2 separate regions of the Oryctolagus cuniculus genome follow, and region 2 is linked to region 1. A link is a contact called in public Hi-C data. All regions are on one chromosome and are shown on one strand. The core of a region is the stretch at or near the end of the contact, and the rest is flanking DNA. Distances in the headings are between cores, read along the strand shown.

Region 1 (5,370 bases), core at 961-3,460:
GTTATACAAAGGACCAACAAGTATATGAAAAAATGTTCAGCATTAATAATCATTAGGAAAATGCAAATCAAAATCATGATGAGATATAATCTCATCCAGTTAGGATGGCTATCATCAAAAAGACAAAAAAAAAAAGTTGGCAAAGATGCAAAGCAAGGAGAACTCTTATACACTATTAGTGGGAATGCAAATTAGTATAACCATTATGGAAAACAGTACAGCAGTTACTCAAAAAACTAGAAATAGAACTGTCACATGGGCTATCATTCCAGTTCCACTGCTGGGTTTACATCCAAAGGAAATGAAATCATCACGTCAAAAAAACCTCTGCACTTGCAAGTTTATTGTAGTACTATTCATAATTGCCAAGATAAAGACTACTTTCAAGGATCATTTTTATAATTCATAATAGCCAAGATAATCAACCTAGGTTTGGATGAATAATAGATAAAGAATATGTGGTATATCCACACAATGGAATACTATTCAGACATAAAAAGGAATGCAATTCGGTCATCTGTAGCAACATGGATGGAACTGGAGAACATTATGTTAAGTGAAATAAGTCAAGCTCAGAAAGACAAATACTGTATCTTTTCACTTACATATGAAAGTCAAAAAGTTGATCTCAGAGAAGTAAGAATAATGATTACCAGAGCCCCAGAAGGAGAAATCATCATGTCAAAAAAACCTCTGCACTTGCAAGTTTATTGTAGTACTATTCATAATTGCCAGTGTAGTTGATGGGAAGAGTAACTTCTACTACTCTACAGCACAGTAGAATAACTATGGTTGACAACAACTGGTTGAACATTTCAAAATAGGTGGAGAAGATTTTCAATGTTCCCTAAAGAAATGATAAACATCTGAGGTGATGGGTATACCAACTACCCTGATCTGATCATTATATCTCTTACACATGTATCTGAATGTCAGCTTGTTCCCCATAAATAAATACAATTATTGCATATCAACTAAGATGTTTTTAATTAGAAAAAAATAAGGTTACTTGCACCTAAAGCAGCTAAAAGTAATGGGGGGGGGTGGATTTTCTTGATGTATTTTATTACTGTCTCAGATAGCTTTTCTGGTTTCCCTTCTCTATAAATTCCCAACTATTCTAATTCCCAGCTATGTGTTCATATTTTCACTAATTTCTAATTTCCACAATACAGTTGGAAACATTTAGGGAAAAACAGAATAGCAAGCTGCAGAGACAGTAGTTTTAAAGCTATTTATATAGTAGTGCTGCCACCTAAAGATGAGGTGAATAAAAAAGCAGTTCAAAGGAAATGACCTATCACGTGGAAGACAGTTTGAAAATTTTTCTCACCTGCAACTGACATTCATTTTTGCTGTTAGCTGGATTGTTTCAGAATGTTTTATAGTGGAGCTGCAATTTTCTATGGCAGAAAATTCCAAACTTAAACCTTTTTGAGTTCCCTGTGGTTCTTTTCAGCCATTAGGCAATCACCTATAACAGTTAAGAGCGAGTCAAGATACCTGAAAGAAAACAATTGAGGGATTTCTGGGTTAGTGGACAAAGGAAGTGATAAACAGACCTAATCTTTTTCCTTCCATCATTGACAGACCCCTTGAAAACCTGAGCAAACTTACATTTTGGTAACTCAGTTTTGCTCATCCACAAGATGGGATTAATGACACTTTCCTCCAACTTGTCACTAGAGAGGCTCCTTGGAAAATGCCCTACAACAAGCGAGTCTAAAAGTCGACTTTTGCCTACTAAAAGAGATTTTGCGATGTACCTGTGAAAAACTCCAAAATAAGATACAGGCAGTTTTAAAGTTTGGGAGTATGTTCCTAAACCACAGGTTGGCCTCTTGAGGATCTCTTTAAATTATAAAGATGGTGAAGACGGTTCTTTTTATTTTGCAGTAGAGAATTATTAGCCCATCCACGTTACTTCTACCGACGTGGTGTTGAAGGACGGACATGCGACAGCATAAAAGGCAAGGAAAAGTTACCTGGCACCAAAAATCTCGTCAAACTGCCCAGGAACTCAAGAAACTGTCTGAAAGGACATTTTACAGTTCCGCACCTCGTCCTTGTACAGCATTTTATGAAAATTAACTCATCCCTTTTTACTTTCTTCCTCTTGGCCCAAGGACACATAAATAATATTTATCAGGGTTTCGTCCTTAGTCACATTCCCTCAAAGGGGCCCAGCTTCACCTACACTGTGTGGGAGGCTGGGCAGCAACCCCACACTTCCTGTCAGGGATTCCTGGGGCTACCGCCCAAGCGAGGTCTAGCCTTTCTTCTTTATGCAAATCCTGCTCTCGCAGCCTCTCCCGGCGGGTGTCCGAAGGCCAAGGTGAGACCCTCCCGGGAGATGAAAGGCTTGCTGCCCCCTGAGAGACCGGGACGGAGGGAGGGCGTGGGACGGGGTGGCCGCGCTGCCGCAGCCGACGCCGAGGGCCCTAAGTCGGGGCTGGCGCAGGCCCTACGGGGTTCCATCCCCGCCTGAGGCTGGCCTCGGCCTTCAGCGGCCGGCCCAGGGAGCGGCGCTCCTCGGGGCGCTGCGGGTGGTGGACCGAGGAAGTGCGGGCAGAGAGACTACAAGACGGCCCCCTCCTCAGACGCGCCTCAAGGCCTGGGCCGCGGGATGTTGGCGCGCCAAAGGCAGGCTGCGAGGGCGCGCTCACGCGCGGGAGGCGGGCGGGGGGGCACGGAGGGAGCGCGCGCGGCGGCGGCGGCGGCGGCGCCGCGGCAACCGAAACGGAGCGACGCGAGAGCGGAGGGCGCGAGCCTCGGCGGGGGCGGGGGTGCGGAGCGCCGAGCGCCGAGCGCGCGCTGACGTCGCCCGGAGTCACGCACGGAGCGCCGGGTTACGCGCCGACGTCTGGCTGCCACGACTTGCCGTCTGCGGCGGCGGCGGCGGCGGCGGCAGCGGCGACGAGCGGATCCCGCAGGGGAAGGAGGAGGAGGGAGAGCCTGAGAGGCTGTGAGTGAGCGGAGAAGCAGGGCGTGCGCCGGGCTTGCCCGCGGGAGGGAGAACGAGCGAGAGCCGAGCCAGCCATCCGAGCCGCCTCCTCCTCCTCCCCTCGGCGTCCCGCCCCCGCCTGCCAGCCCGCCCTCCTCCCTCAGCCCGCAGAGCCCGAGTGAGGCGCAGCTCGGCTCGCGCCGCTGTCCAGGACAGGTGTGCGCGCGCGCGCCCTCCTCCCCTCCCCCCGTCCTCGCGCCGGCCTAGCGCCCGCCTCGCGCGCGCCCTCCCTCACCTGCGGCAGGACAGCGCCCGCCCGCCCGCCCGCCCGCCCGGGTAAGCCCCTCGCGACCTTCCCTGCGGCCACAGCTCGAGGTGCCGCCCACCCCGTCCCCTCTAATTGCCCTCTCCGCTGAGGAATGATGACTGTACCATTGCAGACATCCCCGTACCTCCCCTCTCGGGGCCCAGGCAGTGCAGCAACATCACCCCCCCCCACACACACACACACACCCGCAGTGACGAACGAATGAACCCCAACCACCTCCCCCACAAATAAAAATAACACCACCCATTTTTGGTAGAAAAAAAAAAAAGTCCCACCTGCGCCGGCACTGGAGACCACCAGTGATGCCGTCTGTTTAGCAATCCTTGAGCCCCACTTCCCCAGGCCACCTTCGTCCCGGGGCCTGGAATAGTGCGCTAGACGTGGCCGACACTCCCTGCACGGCCACCCTGGAAGGAGGGAAGAGGAAGGAGGGTTCTATGTTGTAAGCTCCACTACCAACCTCTCCTCTCCTCTGTTCGCCACCCTCCCCTCCCAAATGCATACGCTCGCCCAGGATGCGTTGTCCAAAACAAAACTAAAAAAAAAAAACGTTGGTGCTGACGGCGCAGATGAAGCCAGGCCCAAGGATGGGTGGCCGGAACACGGCATTTTTGCTGCCCCACAGCGCTAGGTCAGCTCTATCGCCGCCTCTGCCTTTGTGCGGGGGGCGAGAGGAACGGATGTGAAGCCGGAGGGTCTTTGCTTTAAGAGACAGGGGACCTCCGAGGCGGATTGTGGTGTTTGTAGGAAAGGACCCCACAAATGCATCTGAACTTGGGTGTGGAGAGGCCCACGAGGCTGGCTGGGGTACTTTTTTTGGTTCGTAGCCGTCTGCTTCTGAATAAATGCCACCTTCATTTCGGCTGTCACTGTGGGACCCTCTGGAGGGTTCTCGTTCGTTCTCGTCCCGACCCTTTATGTTCCTGTCAGTAGCTTTGGGTCGCTTTTCGAAACCGTGTCTTCGAAGGGAAGCGCCAGTGCTTTGCAGTCGGCTGGATTTGGTTGGATTCGGTTTGATATCTTTGGTAGACTGTCAGAAGAGAAAGGAAATTTTTGGGTTACTTCAAGACACCCGCCCCCAGCGGCCCCCACCCAACTGACGTTTTTCGGATTGCGGCTTTGGAAATTGAAGTGTTGACTAGAGTATGGACGAAGTTGCTGATCTCATTCTTTGAGTACCGTACTAGTAAAACCATATAAGTGTCAGCCAGAAGAGAGAGTACTGTTGACATTTGCATCGATGCTGTTTGCATCTTTTGAGTTCATAAGATGTCGGGTTCTGTGAATCTTTTATCGAATTTAGAGTGTGTACTACATTTATTTAATTCTGCAAATGCTTAAAATGAAAACATTCGGGAAATGCGAAGGTTACCTTCAAATTTTAAATGATTAATTCTTCTCAGAAATGCTAAACAGTGGAATACCATTGAAGAAACATAATTTTCAAGACTAGTGAACAATAAGAAGGGGACATGGTTTTAGAATGATAAGTGAAATGCTGGTATTATTAGATCGTGTTGTTATTAGACGCTAAGATTTACTTGAGAGTTTCCCTTCATTTTCTTGGAAGACAGCTGAGAGAAGAGATGGATGATTCCTACACTTTAAACATTTGCGGTACAACAAACTAGTTAGTTCTAATGGCTTGGGTCTTTAAGCTAATTGTGTGTTTTAAGACTAGCATCTAACCACTAGCACTTGAAAACACAAGTTCTAATGTTCTCTTTTATTTTGAAAATTTGTGCTTTTGTGAAATATTAATCAGCATATGGTTTCTGCTGGGAGCTCTATAATCAAAACGGCTTACTACTCAGAGGTAGATACCTTCTCTCCACGTTGATTTTATTAATGGGTGTTGATTTTTACTTTAAAAAACCAAAGCTGAAGTAGATTATTTCAGAATCACATGCAGTGAAGGCTGAGGAAAACTGAGGCTGATTCTTCCAGTTCTCTTATGTCTGTTTCCTTGTGCACAATTTTTTGTTGGTGAGAGTGTTATTAGTGAGATTAAAAATAAAGCAGTCTCTATTCTATCAACATGTTTGTGTATTGCCCATAAAAGGGCTCAGGAAAGCTAGGTTTTGTGAATATTAGCAAA
Region 2 (5,370 bases), core at 1,524-4,023, 40 kb after region 1:
TCTTCTTCTTCTTCTTCTTCTTCTTCTTTTTTTTTTTTTTTTTTTTTTTTTTTTTTTTTTTTTTTGGACAGGCAGAGTTAGACAGTGAGTGAGAGAGAGAGAGACAGACAGACAGACAGAGAGAAAGGTCTTCCTTTTCTGTTGGTTCACCCCCCAAGTGGCCGCTACGGCTGGCGCATTGCGACTGGTGCATTGAACTTATCCAAAGCCAGGAGCCAGGTGCTTCCTCCTGGTCTCCCATGCAGGTGCAGGGCCCAAGGACTTGGACCATCCTCCACTGCACTCATGGGCCACAGCAGAGAGCTGGACTGGAAGAGGAGCAACTGGTACCCCAACCAGGACTAGAACCCGGGGTGCCGGTGCCGCAGGCGGAGGATTAGCCTAGTGAGCCGTGGCACCGGCCCCAAAGACTCTTCTTCCAAGTGATGCTTCCTGGGCCCCTATGGCAGGGTCTGGTGACAGTGATGGCTGTCCACACTGTACCTCCTCTGAGGCTGCCACATCTGACCAGCATGGCACAGCCCTCCTGTCTGGCAGCTGAGTTGCAGGGGATGCCCATTGCCCAAAGGCTCTTGGTGGTTGCTGGCTCTGGTCACGTGACTCTCCCAGCTCCTCATCTGGGTAGCCACAGCCCTCCTCATTGGAGGTGCCTGCATGCCCAGTACTTGAGTGTCTGGGCTGTGCAGTCTCTGCCTGCCAGGTTGGACCCATGGCCTCTTCAGGGCCTGCCCTAGTCTGGTTGGGAGGTTACTGTGAAACAGTCCTGTCCCTGGAAGCTGAGGCAAGGTGGGGAGGCACACTGCTGAGACAGGAACCAGTGGTCTGTCTCCAACTGCCAGAACCATGGCTCTTGGTAGTCACAGTTGGGCATAAGACATAGCTCTAAGACCGTCCCTGGACAGACTGGGGCAGGAGAGCACAGCAAGGCCTGAAAGTTTCATTCCAGGTTTGCTACATCTTCTGTACAAAGCCAGAGGCTCAGTGGGAAGGCGTCTCCCCAGTTACATGAGAGGTCTGTGATAGGGAAAATGGACTGGGAGGTGAAGCAGGTGCCCACTAGCTTAGGTGGGCTGGCGGTTCAGAGGCCCTCATGCTCCCTGCTGGTCTCACACAGGTTCCTGCCTTTTGGTTTCTGACAGCCCTGGTTTTGTTTTTTGACAGGCAGAGTGGACAGTGAGAGAGAGAGACAGAGAGAAAGGTCTTCCTTTTCCATTGGTTCACCCCCCAATGGCCGCTGTGGCCGGTGCACCACGCTGATCTGAAGCCAGGAGCCAGGTGCTTCTCCTGGTCTCCCATGCGGGTGCAGGGCCCAAGCACTTGGGCCATCCTCCACTGCTCTCCCGGGCCATAGCAGAGAGCTGGCCTGGAAGAGGAGCAACCGGGACAGAATCCTGCGCCCTGACCGGGACTAGAACCTGGGGTGCTGGCACTGCAGGCAGAGGATTAGCCTATTGAGCTGCGGTGCCGGCCAGCCCTGGTTTTGTTTGTTTGTTTTTCTTTTTTTCTGTCCTTCCTTCTTGCCCCAGCTTTCTGGAGCCACTGCTTCCCTCTTTGTAATCTTTTTGCCTTTGGATTTAGCCTACAGCTGCTCCCTCTCCCCTGCCATGACCCAGGCTTCCTCCTCCAAGAGAAAACCCTCTGAGTCTGAGCCCTTCCCTTCCCTCCTCTATCCCCCCTCCCCTGCTTCCCCACCTGCACATGCACCACTCAGGACCCCCCTGCCCCAGCCAGCACTGCAGCCTGCAGCTCTTGCTCCCTGGCCCCTCCCGTGCAGAAGCCGGACCTTCCCAGGGCCTCTGGTGTGGCCCTCCCCTCAGCTGCAGTGGGGGCTTTCCAAATCCTGTCCACTTAGCTCCAGCATTCATGCTCCAGCCAGCCCCACCATGCTGCACACCCCCCCAACTCCTGCTGCTTGGCCCTTGCTGTGCCCACCATCTCTGGATGTGTCTGTCTCCTGAGACTGGGAGCACCCAGAGGTCAAAAGCTTTTGCCTCCAGTAAGGCCTAGGGCAGGGCCAGGCTCCCAGCGGGCACCCAGGGAGCGGTGGTGAATGCCGTTCTTTTCTTAAAACCTCCTGGCACAGCCTCACAGCTCTGCGGGTGTGGCAGGCCCGGGGTGTGGCCGAGCTGGCCAAGGCTGCCATTGTCGGGCACTGCAGGAGGAGGGGAGATGCGGGTACATTTTTCAGAAAGGGTGAGGACGAGAGACAGGGAAGCTCCCCTTTCCAGGCAGACTGGGCAAGGGGAGAGAGGGCCACTCTGGATGAGCCCTCTGGTGTCAGTCGTCACACTAGTGGAGAAGCCCACACGGGACCCGAGGGCCTGCTCTTATAGCTGTCTTGTTCCGTCGTTTCCCCAGTTCCCAGTCCCCAGCCAGATTCCTGCGTGACCTCGGGCGGCGCCCAGTGCTGCTGTGGACAGCTCATTCCGCGGCGGCGGCGGCTCCTGGCGAGTCCCCGGCGTGTCCCTGACGCCGCCAGGGGGCGATCGGGGTGCCCGCCGGCTCCTCGGACGCCGGGCGCGCCCGCACTGCGCTCGCTCTGCGCTCGCTCGGAGAGGCAGAGCCCAGGAAGACGCTTCTCTGTGCCGCCGCCGCCCGGAGGGGCCACGACTTCCATCCCGCCCTGAGGCCGGCGGGATCTCTCCCTGCGCCCAAGCCGGGAGTCGGGTGCAGTCGCCGCGTGCCCGCGCAGGTGGCAGGGCCATAAGCGTGCCCGGCTCCGCGCGCACGGGGCATTGCCTGGCGGCTCCCCGCGCTCCCTTCCCGCTCCTCTGGCTCTGTTGGCAGCCCTGCTCAGCTCTCGCGGCCGCGCCGATTTCGGGGCTGGTGATTGAGTAGGCCGCACCCGGGGTGCAGGGAATGAAGGACGCTGGAATTTCAGGAGAAGGCCGGGAAGACGCAGCTCAGTTTCCCTGTGTCTCCTCCCCCTCCGAAGCCGCCGGAGCGCACGCCGTCTCTGCGCCCTCGGGCTCAGGCTCGGGCCTGGTGCGTGGGTAGAGACCCAGAGCCGGAAGGCCGTGCGCACACGCGCCGCACCTGTTAGAGCCCGCGTCGCCTACACCGGCCACCTGCCCGGGCGTCCACACCTGTCTTAGATTGTAAAGGAAAACAACACGGAAAAAAAAATTTTAAGATTCATTTATTTGAAAGGCAGAATTTACATTGAGAAGAGAGAGAGAATATGAATCTTTCATTTGCTGGTTCGCTTGACAGCGGCCACAATGGCAGGAGCTGGGATGATCAGCAGCCAGGAGCAAGAGCCTCCTCCCGGTCTCCCACGTGAGTGCTGGGGCCCAAGCACTGGTCATTTTCTGATGCTTTCCCAGGCACATTAGCAGGAATGGATCGGAAGTGGAGCAGCCAGGAGTTGAACTGGGGCACATATGGGATGCTGGGTGCCTGCCATACCACAACACCATCCCCAACAGGAAAAAAAAAAAAAATTAAAAACAGGTTTTTACAAGTGCATGGAGGGGTGTTGCTGTGGCTTTTGGGATAAAGCCGCTGCCTGCAGTGCCGGCATCCCCTATGGGCACCAGTTTTGAGTCCCTGCTACTGCACTTCTGATCCAGCCCTCTGCTGTGGCCTGGGAAAGCAGTAGAAGATGGCCCAAGTCCTTGGGCCCCTGTACCCACATGGAAGATCCGGAAAGACGCTCCTGGCTCCTGGCTTCAGATCAGCTCAGCTCCGGCCCTTGAGGTCATCTGGAGAGTAAACCAGCCGATGGAAGACCTCTCTCTCTCTCTGCCTCTCCTTCTCTCTGTATAACTCTGACTTTTAAATAGATAAATAAATCTTTTTAAAAAATACATGGGGGAATCTCCTCTCTGGGGCAATTATTTTCACATGTCTCAGGTGGCTCAAGACCCCACCCCACCCCATTCACTCCACCTCAGAGCCTCAGCGCTGCTGGGGATCTTCCCTTGATAAGATACCATTTTCATTAAAAAAAAAAAAAATCTTATTCCTTGTAACCCAAATCTCTACCTGTAGTCAAATCTGCCAGAGCTAGGGCTAAACCTTTAAAAAAAAAAAAAAAAAAAGCCCTTGACATGTCCATCGTGGGTAAATGCTGTAACGCCCACTCTGCTTGCCTGCTATTAAGTCTCCCACATTTTGTTTTGGTTTTGTTAAATTGGGGGCAGGGCAGGTTGCAGGCCGAAAGAGTTAAATGAATTTTCCAGCTGCACATAAGCTTTGACATTCAGCATTAGGTGTCTCCACTCGGAGTGCCAGTCATTCTGTCATGGGTGCTGGGCAGATAGTCCAATCCTGGAAAAAGTGGGTCCTTATGGGGGTGGGCCATGCCCACCAAGATGTCCCCAAGACAGTTTACCACTTAAGTGGCTTTCAAGCCAGAATATGTGCGGCCGGGTCAGGGGAGACCCCCTGCCGCTGCCTCAGGTCTTCCAGATGTGGAAGGTGGGCCCAACAACCAACCTCAGGGTGAGAGGCCCGAGTGCCTGTGCAGTGCCAGGACACAGTGCTGACGCCCAGCCCATGGTCTACTCCAAGCCCAGCACTGGATCCCTGTGCCTTGTGGTTCCCGGGTGTGTCTCTGGGACTTTCTAGCTTACAGAGGCAAGGCGAGGAATGGCCTCAAGTCCAGAGCCCAGCATGGCCTGGAGAGACCCTCCCGCCTAAAGAGCGGCCCCTGTGGGAGTCCCAGCTTTGGGGTGCAAGTTGCAGGGAGGAACTGACAGGGTGACCGTGGTCTTTGGCCCTGGCCTCGACTCCTCCTCTGGATCTTGCTCAAGTTTTCTCTGAGCTGAGCACTAAGGGGGTGTGGCTCCCACAGAGCTGCCCAGTTCACCCCAGCCCAGTGGCTGGCTTTGAGGGTTGGCTCTAGTTCAGCCCACCTGAGGCCTCACCGTCCACCTTCGCCAGTCAGCACTGGTCTCTGCCTTCTCGGTTCTTGTGGGGACCCCCTTTGTTCCCAGGAGAGCTCCCTGGAAAAGGCCACGTCCTCCATGCCTCAGAGGTGGGGGAAGGGGAAGGGGAAGAGACAGAGTCTCACTAGCAGGCCTGCAGAGGTTTCTCCTGGCCCTCCTTGAATCCAGCCAGTCTTCTGTCCTAAATAGTTTAGTGACTACCTATTTTGTGCCAGGGACTCGGCTGAAAGTTGGAGATACAAAAATAAACACGAAGTAGTCTCCACCCTCCCAGGGCTCATAGTGTCTGGTGGAGTGAGTTAATACTCATTTTATTCCTTCCCCAAATGTGCATTAAGCACCTACTGTGTGCAGGGCCCTGGGGAGTGCCAGGTGCTGGGAAAACGGTGCAGAAGATAAGCCTGGCTCCTGCTGTCCTAATGGTAACACCCGTGGGTTCTTGGAGAATCACAAGCCAGGGTAGGGAATCACAGGATGC

Evidence for each region. A called contact is a pair of places that touch in the nucleus more often than the background predicts.
Region 2: a Hi-C map of an unstated tissue shows a contact between it and region 1, with 2.6 times the contacts expected there. The contact joins the enhancer-like site here to the promoter of PURA in region 1. A contact is called at or near these places in 3 of 6 Hi-C or Micro-C datasets (ear pinna, psoas muscle and an unstated tissue).

What each region holds. Positions count from the first base shown.
Region 1 is chr6:27,763,204-27,768,573 of mOryCun1.1, forward strand. It overlaps PURA (purine rich element binding protein A), which reads left to right and starts at 2,211. Exons shown (of 2, transcript XM_051843455.2): 1 at 2,211-2,335. It overlaps LOC127490514 (a long non-coding RNA gene), which reads right to left and starts at 2,751. Exons shown (of 4, transcript XR_011389766.1): 1 at 1,618-2,751; 2 at 1,334-1,503.
Region 2 is chr6:27,802,623-27,807,992 of mOryCun1.1, forward strand. No RefSeq gene overlaps it. Among named protein-coding and RNA genes, the nearest start is that of IGIP, 19 kb to the left of the region's middle. Within about 2 kb of position 2,774, at least 1 of the 8 cell types and tissues checked has an H3K27ac peak or open chromatin away from gene starts, as enhancers often do.